3 separate regions of the Mus musculus genome follow, and regions 1 and 3 are each linked to region 2. The links are chromatin contacts, called in public Hi-C maps. All regions are on one chromosome and are shown on one strand. Each heading gives the region's core, a stretch centred on a gene start, on an enhancer-like site or on the middle of the called end of the contact. The rest is flanking DNA. Distances are from core to core; before and after follow the strand shown. Region 1 has its middle 7.3 kb from the start of Gm35307. Region 2 has its middle 51 kb from the start of Gm46480. Region 3 has its middle 56 kb from the start of Gm35419.

The links. Hi-C and Micro-C count contacts between places; a contact is called where the count stands out from the background.
Region 1: a contact with region 2 is called in a Hi-C map of cerebral cortex, with 2.1 times the contacts expected there. The contact joins two enhancer-like sites. A contact is called at or near these places in 1 of 15 datasets of contacts at CTCF or cohesin (large pre-B cells), 4 of 484 Hi-C or Micro-C datasets (the N1E-115 cell line, bone marrow-derived dendritic cells, bone marrow-derived macrophages and 1 more), 9 of 115 datasets of contacts at active chromatin or transcription factors (astrocytes, bone marrow-derived dendritic cells, bone marrow-derived macrophages and 4 more) and 1 of 9 other capture datasets (adipose tissue).
Region 3: a contact with region 2 is called in a Hi-C map of cerebral cortex, with 1.6 times the contacts expected there. The contact joins two enhancer-like sites. A contact is called at or near these places in 2 of 484 Hi-C or Micro-C datasets (cerebral cortex and nephron progenitors), 3 of 115 datasets of contacts at active chromatin or transcription factors (bone marrow-derived macrophages, embryonic basal ganglia and stem cell-derived neural progenitor cells) and 1 of 9 other capture datasets (embryonic stem cells).

Annotation. Positions count from the first base shown.
Region 1 is chr14:62,040,408-62,044,016 of GRCm38.p6, forward strand. No RefSeq gene overlaps it. Among named protein-coding and RNA genes, the nearest start is that of Gm35307, 7.3 kb to the left of the region's middle. Within about 2 kb of position 2,159, at least 29 of the 459 cell types and tissues checked have an H3K27ac peak or open chromatin away from gene starts, as enhancers often do. A contact at or near this core is called in cerebral cortex and embryonic basal ganglia, where this site is marked.
Region 2 is chr14:61,756,160-61,759,797 of GRCm38.p6, forward strand. No RefSeq gene overlaps it. Among named protein-coding and RNA genes, the nearest start is that of Gm46480, 51 kb to the left of the region's middle. Within about 2 kb of position 1,467, at least 129 of the 459 cell types and tissues checked have an H3K27ac peak or open chromatin away from gene starts, as enhancers often do. A contact at or near this core is called in cerebral cortex and embryonic basal ganglia, where this site is marked.
Region 3 is chr14:62,225,073-62,228,655 of GRCm38.p6, forward strand. No RefSeq gene overlaps it. Among named protein-coding and RNA genes, the nearest start is that of Gm35419, 56 kb to the left of the region's middle. Within about 2 kb of position 1,784, at least 47 of the 459 cell types and tissues checked have an H3K27ac peak or open chromatin away from gene starts, as enhancers often do. A contact at or near this core is called in cerebral cortex and embryonic basal ganglia, where this site is marked.

The DNA.
Region 1 (3,609 bases), core at 909-3,408, 280 kb after region 2:
TGTAGTTAATTGAGCAAAGACGAAATTGAATAAGTTGGCAATTTTCATTTTTTCAAACTAAGTGTGATCAATATTATCCTAATCAAAATAAGAAAAATGATATATTCTCATGGAAATGTGACTGTGAAGTTGATCTGGAAGCATGGATAAATGAAAGTAACCAAGAAAGAGATAAAGACTTAAAGCAAAAAACAAAAACAAAAAGACAAAAAGCTCTTAATAATGCTTTAACAGAAAAGTCCCAGAGCAACAATCAATAGAAGAGAGTCAAGTCCCTCAGCACACTCAAATGTATGTCAACATTTATTATAATAAAGCAACTTCAGACTGCTGGATGAAGCTGAAGTTTACTCTGATGAGTAGTGCTGGCATAATTCCTTTTTTTTTTTTTGAGGATAGAAAGGGGTTCAAATCATATCCCCAAATAAATTCTTGATGAATCAAATAATTAAAATTTAAAAGCTGAGAGAAGAGAAAATTATGATGAAGTTTCATCAATTCTTCATGTTGAATAGGTTTTTAAGAGAAAATGGGGAAAGATTTATGAAAGAAGACAGATAAGTTTTATACCAAAATTAAAACCATTTATATGTCAAACTTAAAAAAAAAATCATGCGGCAAAAAGTACCCAAAGGAAGAGTGCAACATTGAAGGCAACACATGGTTCACTTAGAGAGCTTCCAGGGATCAGTAACTAGAATATTAATATCTTAAACAAAAATTGCTGTTATTTACAAGAAATAAATTGTATAAGTGGAAAAATTAGACAACAAGCACTGAAAAATAAAGTCCAGTGTTTGTTTAAAATATAATGGGAAGAAGATCACATCTATACAATTAGGGCATAATTTAAAGGTAGGGAAAAATCCAATAATTATATGTTTAGGTAGAGGGTCAGATAAGCAGCAGCTATACAAAAGGCTCAGTGGTTAAGATGTTCTCGGTGCAATGGTGAGGACCACAGTATTGCACCAGGACCTAGGAACAGTTGGAGTCTATGCTGGCTGTAACCCCAGCTCTGCAAAGCTGAGGAAACAGGGGCTGCTGGGGGCGACCCTGCCTCAAAAGACTATGCCAAGGGTGATATCAGAGGACACCCAACACCCTTTCCTGGACTCCATATACATGTATAGCTACATGCACAGTACACATGTACACACATAGGCATGCACATACACAGATACACACACAGACACGTTCACACTCACACACACAGGAACATATGCACACAGACACACATGGACATGTACACACACAGGTATCTATATAAAGACACACATGGGGACATGTTCACAAATACACAAACACACACAGTGACACATATACACACACAGACATACACAGAGGCATATATACACCCAGACACACATACAAGGACATGTACACACATTTTCACACAGAAATGCACAATACAGACACAGACACAGACACAGACACACACACACACACACACACACACACACACACACACAACTGTTTAGAGCCAGGAATGAGGAAACTCTCATGTACCTCAAGAGGAAATGTGAGATTTTAGGGCTGAAATATGGTTACATATCCAAAATCTTAAAGTTGTAAATGCAGGCTCACCTCATAATTCCTCTGCAATGAATCTATCCTGAGGGAAGTTTTTTTTGTTTTGTTTTGTTTTTTTTGTTTGTTTGTTTGTTTGTTTGTTTTTTTTTAAGAAAACGATATTTAAGGGTTTTGGTACAAGCACTTTATTGTAGTGTTATTTATAACTAAAAATGTATCAAAACGTGTTTAAAGAATTACAGTACAGTTACAGATTGCAGAAAATTACACTCCCAAGGATATTCAAAAATTTTAAAGAAATATAAAGTTAATATGAAATGAAACCAAAGAGGCTTCAAAGCCACATGGCTTGGGCTCTTCATGTATGCCTGCATATGTCCACCCATGGGTATGTGCCACCCATGCAGAGATTGGCACAAATGGATCGACAAGTGGTTGCCAGGATAGTGAGTTTGTTAGTGGGGTTTGTAACCTTATTTGCTTTTTGTTTCAGTTTTTTTTATGAACAAAAGCTATTAGCTTTATTATCATAAATATTAGTTTTGCAGTTCTCTCTGCTACCGAGGGCTCCCCCTGCTGTTCACTTGGGAAACATGAGGGCTTGGCTTTGATAGTCCCTAATTGTGATTCCCTTTGTTTTCTGGAAGACTCTAATCTTTGGCCTAGTGGCATTCTCCATGTCTCATTAACCTTGAGTGCAAGATCTTTTAATTTGCGTATTTGTAATGATAGGTCGTTATTAGTGGAGATATAATTCTTGCACACTGATCATTTATTTGAAAGGATCACTCCCATGGCTTGTCAGATTCCGAGACATTTTCACCACTCCAAGCAGAAGCCTGTACCATTAGCCACCAGTCCCCCTCAGCCCTCCCCCGCCCCTGGTAAACAGTGCATGGCATTCAGGCATGAGCTTGCCAGCTTCAGACATTCTATAAAATGGAGCGATTGTGAGCCTGCCTGTTGCATCTGGCTTTCCTCCCTGTCTTACAGTCTTCAAGGCTCGCCCGTGCTGCAGCTGAACTTTGTTCTTTTTACCACTGAATAATATTCCGCTGTCTAAATACATCACTGCAGCCTATTTATTCACTAGTTAATAGGCATTTAGATTCTGTTTACCTTTTAGCTATTTTAATTAATGCTGTGATGAATATTCATGCGTACACTTTTTATCTTGCATCTTAAATTCCCTTCAGTGAAATGCTAATGCATATTGTTACTCGATATTTAACATTCGGAGAACCAAGTCTTTTTATCACTCCTGAAGGAGAGCGCGTACTCACTGCCAGTCACCAGAGAGGGAACTGCCCAACTATTCCAGAGTGACTACATCATCCTGCATCAAGTGGAATCTTTCTGTGGTTTGATTTGCATTTGCTAATGACTATGGGTTTCTTGTAGGTGCTTTTTGGCCATTTGCACATTTTCTTTGGAGAAATGTTTATTTATACCCCCTGTCTCTTTTTAATTAGGAAATTTGTCTCTTTATGGTTGAATTGCAGTCATTTTCCCTCCATATCCAATGCTAGACTCCTGCCAGGTATGTGATTTATAGATTTTTTTAAATATCCTATGATTATTTTTATTATTTTGAAATATTTTTAAAACAAAATATCTTTTAATTATTAATCAAGTCCAAATATCTCAGTCTCTTTTGTTGCTTATGCTTTTGGTATCACATCTAAGAACTCATTGGCTGAGTCGCAGGACACGACATTTTCCAGCTGTGATGCCTTCGGCATCTCATGGCTTCAGTTCTTACCTTTAGGTCCACATGCACTCTGGGACTATCTCATTTTAGCATTTGACCATGGTGAGAGGGAGTCTCACCTTCAAGTATGTTCTACTCTTTCAGCACCATCTCTCTGTAAGCATGGCATTGCCCTTACTGAATTGCCTCCATCTCTTTATTAAAAATAAGTGCGTGCATTCTGCATCTCAATCCTATCTGGTGACCAAAATGACTGGCAAATTTCCAACTCAACCTTTGGACTGTCTGAAACTTTTATGTGAAAAGGCAGCTGAGATTTTGGTAAAAGAACAAGGAAGGATCTATGGACACAGAGTTATAACATG
Region 2 (3,638 bases), core at 217-2,716:
TAGGAACTGAGCACAACTGTCTCCTGAGAGTCTCCATCCAGCAGCAGATGGAGGCAGAGATGCAGAGACTCACAGCCTAACATCAGGTGGAGCCTGGGAAGTCCCCTGGAATCGTGGGGGATGGAAATGAGCAAGGAGGAGGACCAAGGACACCACAAGAAGAGCCACAGAGTCAACTAACCTGAGACCATAGGGGTGCACAGAGCTTGGGCCACCAACCAGGCAGCATGCAGGAACTGGATCTAGACCCCAGACCCATCTATAGCAAATGTATAGCTTGGTTTTCCTGTGGCTCCCTTAACAAGTGAAGCAGGGGCTGTCTTAGTCTCTGTTCCCTGCCAATGGATCCTCTTCCCCTACCTGAACTGGCTGGTTGGGCCTTAGTAGGAGAGGATATGCCTAGTCCTGCTGGGACTAGATACCCCAGGGTAGGGTGATACCCAAGACAGGGTGGGGGTGGGGGGTGGGGGGGTGGGGGGTGTCTCCCCTTCTCTGCAGAGAAAGGGAAGGGGCAATGGGGGGAATGAGAAGGGGAAGTGGGACTGTAAAATAAATAAATAAAAAAAAAGAATGAAATGCACACATACACAGTGGATTGACAGACTTATGATAAATGCACACAGCTGTAAACCCTGATCAGGGTTGGCTCAGAATGTTGCCACCATTTCAGGATGCTCTCTTTGCACTCCTTCCTGTCATCTCCACCCTGCCTCAGAGGCAACTGTCCTGACTTCTTGCCTAACATGGTGTATTTACATATATAACCATGCAACTGCTTTGGGGAGTGAAAAAAAAAAAGACCTTTTATTTCATTGTTAACACTGAATCTGAATTCCTGGCTGGTTAAAACGTGGCCTCCAGGTCCTTGGGGCTCAGAATTATAGATTTCCATCCAGGGCAGATCAGGGCTCAGTGTCCAGTTGACAACAGAAGCCTTAAATGCTTTCTTAGGCAGCTCATCCTTATGACAAGACAGGAGTGAAAATGGGAAGAGGGTTTGGGAAGAGAAACTGGCTGAAGGATTTTAGTCACTGAATGCACACAGACCTGCCAGGCGGCTTGTCCAGTGGGGGCGGGGCAGAGGATTTTTTTCCCCCCCAAGCCCAGGCTGGGAAGGAAGGTCCACTCTTGCGCTTCCTTCTCCATAGGTTCCTCTTTCTCTAACTCATTCTGGTTTCCATCCTCTTCCTCGCCTGCTGGGGGTGAGGCTGTGATGGGAACACTGGGCTCTGGAGGTGTTCCTTCCCACAGTGTTCTCTCTCTCTCTCTCTCTCTCTCTCTCTCTCTCTCTCTCTCTCTCTCTCTCTCTCTCTCTCTCTCTCTCTCTCTCTCTCTCTCTCTCTCTCTCTCTCTCTCTCTCTCTCTCTCTCTCTCTCGGCAGGGCTGGGGAGGGAGGGAGAGCAGCCAGCCCGCCTTGGTCGTGAGTCAGCAGCTCTCCCCTCCTACCCAGGGAGAGGCTGTGCCAAGTCGCCCGCCCTCCCAGACTGGAGCACAGAAGTCCCTAGGGACCGTGTCTGGTGGGACATGGAGAAAGTGAGAGCCTGCCGCGGGCATGCCACGTGTTCCTGAGCGTGTGCACTCCGCTGAGCAGTTCTTACATAGCCTTCCTGGGCCTTTAGAAAGCATTTGAAAGTGGTTATGTATGGGAAGGCATGGCACAAATGCAAACAAGTTAAATTGCGTCTAGAATGTATAATGCAGTTTTCAAAACGTTATAAAACCTCTCGAAGAGGGGTTTCCTCTTTTAAGTTTTTGTTTAATTCTTGTGAACAGCCTTAAATACAGTTCAGCTTTGCAGTGTGCAGGCGTAGGGAGCATAACTAATTCTGTCCCCAGGAGATTACTTTGTCTTTGGAAGCGCCATCGTTTGTACTATTTTTAGCCAAGGAACCATATGCATTTTCGAGTAAAAAGCTGTCCTATTACTGTTTGGTAGTTTGTTTTTTATAAAACCACATACTGTTAGATAATGAAGAGAAACATTTCTAAGCTCAGGTTGCATATATTGTGAATCACGTGCCTTTCCCTTCATTTTGAATAAATACATAATAAAAATCCCTGTGATTTATTTATTTTCACATAGCTTACTTGCCTCCCAAGATTCACAAGATCTATTTCAGTAGTTGCTAAAAAGTAAATTCCCGAAATCCCATATTGTGTAGAACTATCTCAGGAACTCTGTCTGAGTTTAACAAAAGCGCTGTCATAGCAACATCTGGTTATATGTAATAGAGAGTATGTTGCATGTGCATATCTAAAGAAATGTAATATGGCATTTCCACCTCCAGTTCTGGATACAGTGATACAAGTTTTAACTACTCAAAACCTTTAGTGAGGACAGTTTACTGATTAAAAATGTTCAGTAGCAGGTGTTGCATCTCACATGTTCCTCTTGTCTAAAAGATGGCTTCATTGGGGCTGGCTTACAGGTTCAGAGGTTCAGTCCATTATCACCAAGGTGGGAACATGGCAGCGACCAGACAGGCATGGTGCAGGAAGAACTGAGAGTTCTACATCTTCATCTGAAAGCCGCTGGAAGACTGGCTTCCTGGCAGCTATGACAAGGGTCTTAAAGCCCACACCCACAGTGACACACCTACTCCAACAAGGCCACACCTTCAGACAGTGCCACTCCCTGGGCCAAAAATATGCAAACTATCACAGTGTATTTGTGTGTGTGTAGATTCAGTGCTTGGCTTGCCCTGGATGTAAGTGAAACCGCCTGCCCTGAAACCTTCAGATAGGTTATCGTATTGCTGAAGAAGCTCGTTATGATCACTTCAGTGGGGTGACTTGTGACTTACTAGTCCCCTTGTGAGAAAGGTGATCATTTCCTGAAGACTAAATAGTAGGGTTTTTTTTTTTTTTTTTGGCCCCTCTCTTGGTATGAAGCATGCAGAGGGAGTGTGCCCTCAGCCTTAAAGATCCTTGATACTTGAGGTAGAGCGACTTTCACCATTGAGCCCTCACCACTGCCACAGTGAGCTGTCTGTGGAAATAGTCTTTCCTCCAAGGCCATTTTCATTTTAACACAAGTGAAGAACTACAGAGCTCTATCATGGGGTAAGCCGTTTGCAATCATTTTGTTCTAAAATGAAACACTGGCCAATGACAAACAGCTTTGTATTCTAAGGTGACGATAAAACTGGAAAAAGTCTTTTTTTTGCAAATCTTCTTAAGGATCAGGACTGAGTGCAGGTCCAGTCAAGTGTTGTCCAGAGACTTTCCTAGGAGTAAAGCAGAATCTCAGGGTGGTGCCTGGTACAAGTCTCTGAAGATGCTGGTGCTCTGACAGGAGCAAGATGCTATGCACAAAAGTGTTGGGAGAATGTGAGTCTTTATTGCTTGTAAGAATATTTTTGCTTTGAATTTTATATATCTGTGTTTTAGTTTAGATTTTTGATCTAGCATAAGCAGAATTCTAGTCTTCAGTAGCTGGCTAGACATAGCATATTAACCTTCAAAAAATTTAAAGGTATTATTTCATGTTTTGTAAAAATAATGAAACTCACCATAAGCAACTTTAAGAACCACTGGTATTTTATAAGTAACAATGAATTAGTGTCAGAAGTGTGTGTGTGTGTGTGTGTGTGTGTGTGTGTGTGTGTATCTACCACATCTACTAGGCCAAACAGCAG
Region 3 (3,583 bases), core at 534-3,033, 470 kb after region 2:
CTCCCTAGCTACCAGTTATTGACCAAATTTATAGTACCAAGTACGCATTTCCTCATGAACTGGTTAGTTACCCCCATAGCATTCATTCCACTATTACACCCATGGGCATACTATTGTAGTTCACAGATTTTGCGGTTGGATAACACTACTAATGAATATTCTCCCTCATAAAGTGCCTAACGGTACTAGGAACACTAATCAGCATTGGGAATTCTTGGTCAGTCAGTGCCAACTTGATTTCTCCATGCCCTGTGACTGATGTGAATAATGTCTTTAGCAACGATGTGTCACGGTCAAGTTCTGGTGGGCAACTGAGAGCATGATACCCTGAATTGTTTGGGTTTCTCTGGGAGCCCCAGAGGTATAATCTCCACCCCTCTCCATTTAAATTTCTCTCCCCACCATTCCCCTCTTTCTTTCTGTCATCACCTGTGTACTATTAGTCCTCTCTCAATAGTTTTCTTCCTCCTCCTCACTAAAAGCCCCTTGATATTTTCCTGGGTTCTACAGATACTCCAAATTAAACACACATCTAGAGATTCAATACTGGGACCTCCACATGAGTGACAATGTACAGTGTTCTCCTGGTTCTGGACGGCCTCACTTAGAATAAATAAGTCAGCTGTTCTCATGTGAACTCTCAAGTCAGAGTTTAGGTGAGCTGTGGAACATGTTTTCAGGTTGGATTGTAAAGAAAAGGATAGGTGTGTGTGTGTGTGTGTGCGTGAGCATGTGCCATATACCATGTAAAAGTGTCAAGTATGTCAATTAAATTCTCAACCTCACAAATCTTTTAAAGAAAGCTCACTCTCTCTCTCTCTCTCTCTCCCTCTCTCTCTCTCTCTCTGTGTGTGTGTGTGTGTATGTGTGTGTATGTGTGTGTATGTGGGTGTGTATGTGTGTGTATGTGTGTGTGTGTGTGTGTTTGTGCACTTATGAACATGTGCTTTTGAACAGATGACACAAATGCATGAAGTCAGAGTGCTTTAGAATCACAGAACTCTGGAGAGTACAGTATTTGGTTTTGTCTAGTTTAGTCAGGTTCTCACTATCCAGATCTTGCTGACCTGCAACTCACTATGTAGACCAGGCTGGCCATGAACTCATAGAGATCTGCTTGCCTCTGCCTCCCAAATGCTGAGATTAAAATGCAGGACACTGTGGGTGGCTTAGATTGAGATATTTTACAGATGATCTCTCTCACTCACCGAAAATTTTGGCTAGAGAAACACAGGAGTGTCACAGCCCAGGTGAAGTATGTAGTTCATGCTAGAAGGTCCTAGAATGGAGATTGTTTTAGCTGGAGAGATGAATCAGCTGTCAGAGGATCTGAGAGAGCCACATGCAACTCCAGTTCCCAGGAGTCTGATGGTCTTCTCTTGCCTCCAAAGCTACTTGCATGCCTGTGGCACACATAAACACACAAAAAAATAACATACACAGATATATCCAATAATATACACAAATACATGCACAGAAGATAAAAAGTACATCTTTTGAAAAAGAATGCACTGTTTTGTGGCTTCTCTCCACGCCCCATCTGATGACTTGGCTCTTTTGTTCTTACAAAGTCACCAGAATAGGTCGCCCTCTGCTGAGCTGAGTCTGCTAGGGAAGGTTCTGCATTCACGGGCACACTCAGCTCCAGTTGGAAAGATCAGAGCTGTAAACTTTGACTTCGGCAGTTGAATGAGACATTGTTTGATGGAACTGTGTGGGCAGGGAGTCTAACAAATAACCAGTTGCCAACTCTGAAGCAAGCATGCTCTCTTTATCGCCCGATGTAGTTCTTGACGTAATGAGCATGGCTTCCAATTTTCCTTGCAAATGGGTACACTGGTGACCATGGTAACTGGCATGCTCAAAAGATGTCCTGTGAAGGCCTTTGAAAGGCTACCGACATTTATATTAGGCGGGCATAACCATGCCAACGAGTGCGTAAGAAACACCCAACTAGACAGTGCTCCTCAGAACCGAGCAGTTTCGAAATAGCATTTGTGATTCTCGTTAAGTAGAAATGAATATGACTCCATTAGAGAGGAGAGAGGCAGAGTATTTTATGTACAGCTGTGTCTTGAGGCAACATAGAGAGTACTCAAACAACAACTGCCCGTGACTGTAAAGTCTGCCTTTCACTTCTTATGCTCATTTCATCCCTGTCCCCTCCTCCCTCTCTTTCTTTCTTTTGTGTAGGTTTTTCAGAACTTAGTCTCCGGTTCCAAAGCTGGCCAGCACAGTGGTCTTGCCTGTTCCTTCACATGCCACTGGGTAGCCCTTTTATATTTAAAGCATCCTTGGTTTGTTGGTATGCTACAGCTACACTTGTGCAAAGCAGATTCTTTCTCTCCGTTCATGAGGAAAGGCAGAAGGCTAGCGGATTAATACTACCAGGGAGGAAATTAAACTCTTAAGACTCGGTGTCTACATATAATGAGATTCTAAATGTTAAAAAGCAGGAGGGATGAGTTGTGGGGTTTTCATGTGGCTGAAGAGAAGAGGATCTATTATTAGATTCGGGGTGTCTCTTGGGACAGTCTTTCTTCGGGTCCCCACCTTTTTTGAAAGGTGGTTTGTTTCTTTTTTGAAAGGATAAAAAAGGGATCTGGAGAAGGGAGCTGGTGAGTCTTTCTGATGAGAGACATGGGGAATTGAAGAACAGAATGATATGGCTAATTTTTTTGAGCCATTAGTCAGCATTTTGAGCTCATATCTTCCTGAGTCTGTTTCAGCTCTTTAACAGGTCAACCTACACATTTGTCTTTTTGAGAATTTTACACATGAGTACTGTAGTGACATAATTTCTGCCACCCCGCACCTCCTCCCATGTTGCCCAACTCCCTCTCAAATTTATAATTTCTTTTTTAATTATTGTCACTGCTCACACATATATGTGCTCAGTTGTGTTTTTATGTAAATACAGCCTGCTGCATTCATTTACTGTTGTTTGTGGATGAGAAAAAAAATCTCATGACGTGTCACCCCTAGATAAAGAGCTAAGGGCTATGGATGGCTGTGTGCATTTCTTTCCTTTTTATTTTTAAGATTTGTTTTTATTTTATGTGCATAAATACCAGCATTTATTTATGTATATATATACCATGTCTGTGCCTGGTGCCCAGAGAGGCCAAAAAACAGTTTTAGGTTCCCTAGAACTGGGGTAATAGTAGGTTGTGGACCACCATTTGGGTTTGGGGAAAGGACCTCATGACCTCTGCAAGACTAGTAAGTGTTCTGACCACTGAATGCTCTCTCCAGCCCCCATATCTCCCTCCTACTCCTCTTCTCTTTCTCCTCTTCCTCCTCCTCTTTATTCTTATCCTTTTCTTATTCTTCCTCCTCCTGCTCCTCCTGCTCCTCCTGCTCCTCCTGCTCCTCCTGCTCCTCCTCCTCCTCCTCCTCCTCCTCTTCCTCCTCCTCCTCCTCCTCCTCCTCCTCCTCCTCCTCCTCCTCTTCTTCTTCTTCTTCTTCTTCTTCTTCTTCTTCTTCTTCTTCTTCTTCTTCTTCTTCTTCTTCTTCTTCTTCTTCTTCTTCTTTTGAAATTAGGTCTTCCTATGTAGCCCTGGCTGGCCAGGAACTCAATATG